Linked DNA regions of Anas platyrhynchos: region 2 is linked to region 1. The links are chromatin contacts, called in public Hi-C maps. All regions are on one chromosome and are shown on one strand. Each heading gives the region's core, a stretch centred on a gene start, on an enhancer-like site or on the middle of the called end of the contact. The rest is flanking DNA. Distances are from core to core; before and after follow the strand shown.

The links. A called contact is a pair of places that touch in the nucleus more often than the background predicts.
Region 2: a Hi-C map of subcutaneous adipose tissue shows a contact between it and region 1, with 4 times the contacts expected there. The contact joins the promoter of XPR1 here to the promoter of KIAA1614 in region 1. A contact is called at or near these places in 6 of 8 Hi-C or Micro-C datasets (F1 follicle, F5 follicle, liver and 2 more).

What each region holds. Positions count from the first base shown.
Region 1 is chr8:18,325,914-18,329,354 of IASCAAS_PekinDuck_T2T, reverse strand. It overlaps KIAA1614 (KIAA1614 ortholog), which reads left to right and starts at 1,806. Exons shown (of 10, transcript XM_072041875.1): 1 at 1,806-1,901; 2 at 2,337-2,849; 3 at 3,145-3,208. The coding sequence starts at 1,892. XPR1 (xenotropic and polytropic retrovirus receptor 1) reads left to right here. Exons shown (of 15, transcript XM_027462506.3): 15 at 1-840.
Region 2 is chr8:18,461,232-18,464,672 of IASCAAS_PekinDuck_T2T, reverse strand. XPR1 (xenotropic and polytropic retrovirus receptor 1) reads left to right here and starts at 1,667. Exons shown (of 15, transcript XM_027462506.3): 1 at 1,667-2,064. The coding sequence starts at 1,996.

The DNA.
Region 1 (3,441 bases), core at 557-3,056:
CTCACCCAAAGCCTGGCTGTGGGGGTGGCAGGGAGACCTCCTCCAGCTGCTGGAGCCCTTGGGGATGGTCCCACCGAAGGGGAGGCGATGCTGCGGTGTGGGCCGTGGTTTTTGGGGATCCCCTGTGCGCTCCTTTCTCTTTGCTCCCTGCTGCTCTCCATCCCGCCCGCCCTGCCAGGGATCCGCGGCTTGCAGGGGGTGAGGATTTCGGGGTGGCAGGTTGGGATTTGCAGCCTCGGGGGATTCTCAGCTACCCGGAGCTCCCCGCTGCCCCCTTCGGCTCTGCCCCGGCCCCGTCTCACCTCCACCTCCCCGTGGTTGGGGCGAGCTCAGCCTCGCGCATTTCCTTGGTTTGTTTTATCCCAAAGGCCGTGGGATCGTTTTCGCTGTGTTGGTCCGAACGGTTACTCTCTGAAGCCCTGACCTGTAGATGTCCAAAGTAATTATGGAGTGTGATTAGTCCTCTGTGGGTGCTTTCTTTCTTTCCTCCTTTCTCTTTCGCTATCCCCTTCTCCACTCTTCTTTTTGGCTAAGTGGAAAAGGTGAGGACAAAGAAATTGCCGCTTGCTTGGACTCATGATGTATCTGTGACTGCGCTGTTAGCTGTCTCCTCTTTCCTTCCCAAATGGATATCATTTTTTTGGAGTGTGGAATACCCTTCTTGATAAGTAGGTTTAAAAAAAAAAAATAATAATGCACAATGTGATACTGTTTCATAGTTCCTAGGTGGTTGTATCAAAGCAAAGTTACTGTGATTGTGTTTTTAAAAGGAAAAAGTGATTGGTTACGAAATCTGTCCTTTTTTTTCCCTTATTACAAGCTCTTTGTTTTCCAACGGTCTGACGCCTCGTGTCTCACCCCTCTGTGCGCCCTGGCGCGGGGACGCGGAGCCCTGGGGCTCGCTTTTGGCCCCCAGGAGCTTGGCAGGGCAGGGACGCGGAGCCCCGGGGTTCGTTTTTGGCCCCGAGGAGATTTGCAGGGCAGGGGCAGGGCCGCCGGCGGAAATGAAATGCCCCGGGCGGGTGGCGGGGAGGTTTTAAGAAGATAACCGCGATTTCTCGCCGCTCGTGCTGGCGGGAGCCGGGGGGATTAAAACAATTTCATAATCCCGGCCATTTCCTTTTGATCGGGATTATGAAACCAATCAGGAATATCAAAAGCTGAGGCTTAAAGAGGCGGCCTGGGAGCGGGGCCGGGATGCCCATGGCCCCCGCAGCTCCCCTTGGTCCCCGTGGGGCCGGCGGCACCGCTGCCTCCAGGTAAGCGGTGCCCAACGGGGCCGGCTCCTGCCCCACCTGGGGTGGGTTTTTGGGGCGTCTCTGGGATGGGGATGGGGTTTTGGTGCTCCGGCAAGGAGGGTGAGCCCTCTTGGGGTGCTAATACGGGGCCAGAGCGGGGTTCGGCCTCGGAGCACATCCGCAGAGGAGCGATGCTCACAGGGGATGCTCCAGCACCGCGGGGTTTGGATGGGGGTGAGGAGCATCCCAGCCCTGCTCTCCGTTCCCAGGCTGGACAAACAAAGGATGAGGTGCCCGGGCCTCGGCACGGGGTGCGGGTGTAGGGTTTCTCCTCCCCGTGGGGCCACCACGTCCCTGAGGGCCGTGACTGCTCCGGGCTTGGCGTCACCCTTTGGGACCATCGGTTATCCGGGGACGGGCTCCGGCAGCTGGGGCTGCGTGGGGCTTGGCCGGGAGCCTTGGCGAGAAGGAGGAGGAGGAGGAGGAGGAGGAGGAGGCAGGGCCGGCCAAGCAGCGGAGCTGGGGCTGGGCTGAAGGGGCTGGGATTTGCTGCTTTGCCTTTTTTTTTTTTTTTTTTTTCCTTTTTTTTAATTTCCTCCCCTTCTTCCTTCCCCTCTTCCGCCTTCTCCTCCCTCTATCCCGGCCCTCTCCTGATGCTCGGGGGTAAGCCCGGCCCTCGCCTCCCGCTGCCACTGCTCTGCGGGGACCCCACTCGCCCCGTCCCGATGCTCCCCGTGCCCGGGGGGTGGCAGCGGGGTCCGGCTCACCCGGGGGACACGGGGAGCCCCGGGGGGGTCCCATGGCCACGCTGGGGGCTTGTCCTGGGGGGTGCAGGGGGTGGCAGCGTCTGGGGGCCGCTGGGATCCCAAGGCCAAGTGGTGCGAGCCCGGGGGGCTGCGGGGGCACGGCGAGCTGCTGGCAAGGTGCCTCGAGTGGGATTTGTGCCGCGGGGGCTTTGGGGCTCCCATGGGGCTGGCATCGCGTTCGGGTGATGGTGCTCCCCCCGCACGGCTCCCTGGGGGCCGTGTCCTCCTTTCTGTGCCCTTTTGGATGCAGAGCCGTGCCCCGGCCGCCCTCTCAGGCTCTTTCTCCCCGCAGGGCACATGGAGGGGGGCCGGCGCCTTGAGCCGGGGCGAGCCCCCAGACCCCCGGCATCACCGGAGCCCCCCCGGGGGGGTCCCCACGCCGTCCTGGAGAGCAAGGTGAAGGCGCTGAAGGAGAAGCGGGGCACCAGCCGCCTGGGGACCCCCCCCACTACCACCACCACCGGTGCTCCCCCCGAGCGCCCCTCGCCCAAAAAGCCCCGACCCCGCAGGGGGAAGCCCGGGGTGGATGCGACGGTGGTGGAGCCGCGGGCTCAGCTCCGCACCTACCTGACCGACGGGCTGCTGGATGCCGGGGAGCCCCCGGAGCCCCCCCAGGGAACCCGGAGGGTGTCGGGGAGCAGCCAGCAGCACCCCAAGGAGGGGTCCCGGGGCTGTGCCCCCCCGGCAGCGGATGGCGGCGAGGTGGCAGCGGGCTGGGAGCCGCTCTCCTTGGCCGAGAGGGTGGAGAGGAACCGGCGGCTGCTGCAGGAGGTGCTGGGGCTGGCGGCGGCCGGCTCGGCGCAGGGTGCGTGCCGGGGGGCCGGGAGGGAGCAAATCCTCCTCGACGCCTCTCCGGGGGCAGGGGGAGGCTGTGGGGGGAGGCTGTGGGGCTGGCTTCGAGCGGGCCGGGGCGCGTGCTCCTGGCCCTAATGCAGGCGTCAGGGTCGGGAGGGGGGAAATTACCCCAATAAAGCAGGGCTGAGGGACCCCCGCCCCAATCCCTGAGGAGCTGAAATTTGGGGAATTGGCCCCAGAACGGGGTGCTGAGCTCAGTGGGGTGGGGGCTCTGACTGACACCTTCCCCTCTCCTCCCAACCCAGAGGTGCTGGCGAGCGATGGGGACTGGGACTCGGGGGTCTCGCTGCAGGACGCCGAGGGCTGCAGGTGGGTCGGCCCCAAAAGCTTCCCCCGGGGGCCCCGCGGTGCTGGGGGGGGGCTGGTGAAATGTGGGGCTTGGTTTGGGATTTGGGGGGGCCCGTGGGGAGCCAGCAGCTGGATTTGATCCTCGTGGGTCCCTGGCAGCTCGGGGGGGTTTGGGCGTTGTGCCGGGTGCTTGGGGTCCTGCAGGGGGAGGGGAGGGGAGGAGAGGGGAGGGGAGCGGGGCAGAAATTTGCTGC
Region 2 (3,441 bases), core at 418-2,917, 140 kb before region 1:
ATGTCCTGCGTGTGACTGGCTCTGTCTGCACAGCTACGGGCTTGACAAAGTATTTGAGACAAATTATCTGAAGCACGAGGCCTCTGCTCGCTTTCCATCTGGTCTCCATGGTGAGAGGCCATGACGCTCTCCCCGCTCTAGCACCTGCGGCTCGATTTCGCTCAGTTTTTCCTTGCCTTTCTTTCAGGAGCAACTGCACGGAGGGCCTGATCCTCCCACCCGACCTGCAGCAGGCATGGGAGAAGGTGCAAGGCACCACAGAGCCTTTGGGGTGGGACGGAGGCAGTGAGGACATGGCCTCCAGGCTCCAAAATGCTCAGCTGCCTGTGTGGGATATGGCAACCACCTTCCGAGCTAAGCCCTCCTTACATTCCTTTTTTTTTTTTTTCCACAGCAGACAAAGAAAAGGGGTAATTAAGGCTGCCTCGTTGTGCCATGGGAGACGCCTGTCGATGGTGGAGGGCTGGAGGCACGCGTGCCGTGCTCGCAGGTTCTACCTGCAGGCTGGCCTCTTGTTCGCATGCAGCAAAGGGGATCTGGGAGAAAAGCATGTAATTAGTGCAGCTGCCATATAGTTTTTGTAGATATCAATAAAACATTGATTCCCTCCTTCTGGAAGCTCCTGCACCGCGGTGCATACAAATGGCCCCGATGGCTTCTCCCTGAAGCAGCCAATGTCTTGGCCGCCCGGTGGTCCAGAGGTTGCAAATAACGGGAGAAATCTCATTTTTGTTTGACTGACAGTGTTTTGTTTGGTGTGAAGCTAAAAAAATATAATCAAAAAGCTCCGTTTCCATCTTGCTTTGCTCAGCCTCCTGCCCCATCCATTTCCTTTCCCATCTCCTGACATGTCTGTGTGAAAAAACATTTGTTTTGGGATGTGAACCTGGCCGCTCTTCGTTTTGTGTAGCTCACATTTGTCTATCCCATTTCCATAACCCCCTAATACTCCGTTTTGTGATCTTTTTTGGGGTTTTGGGGCAGTGGGAAGCCCATGGTGATGCTTAGGGGCTGCGGGGCTTGTGCCCAACCAAGCTTTTGGGAGGCCAGCCGGTGTCCTGCCGGGTGGTTTGCCCTCTGAAGTACTCTTTTTCTCCGGCCTCTTTTGAAGACTCGTTCTCCCCAGCAATGCAGGATCTCTAAAAGTATGTATTTTGAGAAGAAAAACAGGCTATTTATAAACGCTTCTATATGCTCTCCACAAAGCAAGTGCCAGACTGCGCTGGCGGAGAGCCCACTCCCGCCTTGTCGGTTTAAAAAAGCAAAAAAAAAAAAAGAAAAAAAAAAACGAAAAAAAGCAAAAAAAGCGAAAAAAAATCAGAAAAAAAAGTGAAAAAATAGGGAATAACGCTGGTGTTTTTATCTTTTCCTGGCCAAAACAGCACGGAGAGAGTCGTGGTACACATGGGAAGGGGTTGGAGCAGCGAGGTGCCACTACGGCCCCTGGGTGCCGTGCTCCGTGCTCCCACACAGCCCCAGGGCCAATTTTTGAGACAAAAACCCCCCAAACCCCCCCTCCCGCCCCGCGCCTGGGGGCGGTCCCAGCGCTGAGGCGAGCGGCAGGCGGGGCCGCTCCAAGCCCCGCCCCCTCGCGCTAAGCCCCGCCCCTCGGCGGGCGGTTGCCGTGGCGACGCGGCCGTGCCGGCGGCGGGGCGGGGCGGGGCGGGGCGGGGCGGAGGGGCGCCAAGATGGCGGCGGCGGCTGTGGCGGCGGCAGCGGGGCAGGGAGCGGCGGTAGCGGCAGCAGCGGGGCGGCGCTGAGCCGAGCCCAGCGGGGCAGAGCCGAGCCCAGCTCAGCCCAGCCCAGCCGAGCTGAGGAAGTCCCGCGGCGGCTCCTGAGGCCTGAGGAGCGGCGGGGAGGGCGGGCGGGGGCCCATGTGCGGCGGCGGCGGCCCCCCCCCGCCCCCCAGTAGCGGCGGCGGCGGCGGCCCGGTGGCGGCCAGGAGCCGCTGAGGAGGCTCGGAGCGACTGAGGAGGAGGAGGAGGAGGCGGCAGGATGAAGTTCGCCGAGCACCTGGCGGCGCACATCACCCCCGAGTGGCGGAAGCAGTACATCCAGTATGAGGTGGGGGCTGCCCCTGCCCGCGTCCACCGGCGGAGGCACCGGGAGGGGGGTGCGGGCCTGAGGGGGGGGGGAGGCCCTGAGGGGTGAGGGGGGAGGCCTCGGGGCTGGGCGCAGTTTCCTCCGTTTTCCCCGCTACCCTCTCGGCCTAGCGGGAAGGTCAGCAGAGCATGGGGTGGAGCAGAAATAACCCCGAGGTGGCACCTTCCCGGGGTGCCCGTTGTACCGGGGGCTCCCCCCGAGCCTCCCCCAGCTCCTTCAGGGGGTGCTGGGCTCGGTTCCAGCCCCCCCGCAGCCCCCGCTGCCTGCTGTGGGAAGGTCGCGCTGACACCTCAGCCCGAGCTTCGTCCCGCTGAAGGCTTTGGGCTTTGGGCTGGTGCTCAGGAGGCTGTCAGCCCCGCTGAAACCGCTGCTTATTGCACTGTCCGGGCTCAGAGACGCTCTCCCCAGCAGCACCGGTCATCCCCACGAGTAATAATTAAACCTGAAAGCTGATTCCAGGGGAGCTGTCGGCAGCGGGCTGCTTGACCTGCTGAGCCAGGCAAAAAAACGCTCGGTGCCTGTTATCGTTCAAGGGCTGGGGTTTTCTCTCTGGGACCCTAATAGTGATTTATGTCTCACATCCCTATGAAGCTGTCTGCTCTCGCAAGGAAACCGTGTTTATCTCAGCTTGCTGTGTGATTCTTGTCGGACTCTAAAAGTTTATATCTTCCCTTTTCACCACTCCTTTGTTTTCCATTACCTGAGAGCAAAGGAATAGATGCTTAAAAAGTGCAGGCAGATTTTATTTTAGAACAAATCCATCCTGAGCTGTTTGCAGAACGAGCTGCCTGAGTAACGCATGGGTTTTTGCGAAGGAGGGACCCCATTGTCTCAGTACGGTGCCAGACTAATTCTGCATCAGGTCTCTGATGGGTTTTCTCTGTGAGAGCTCTCAGGGTTGTTTTCTGCTTTTGGGAGCAGAAAACTTGAATGTGGTCTGAAGGGAAGGATCAGAGGTGGGGCTGGAGGGGAAGTCAAGGAGGGGAAAAAGATGTGCAGAAGGCTGCGCTCCTGGCTGACCAGATGGAAGCTGAGGGAGGGTGAAGGAGACCCAGCGAACTATGACACCTCAATTAATGCGCGAAGAACTCTGCTGCGCGTTGGCCGCTGCTTTCATTACGGGAGGTTAATTTTCAGATGTTTTAACTAGGACACTGATATTCTCTCCTTCTCCCTTCCCCCATCCCAGTTCAAAATCAAGGTAGATTTCAGTAAAATCTTCCTTAATAGATGTTTTTCTTTCCAAACATAGCGTTCTTGTTGGACAGTTAGCTGAACACTGAGGGCATTAAAATAAAAACCCCACCCTCACTTTTAGTAGTAAGTTTCAAAACTCTT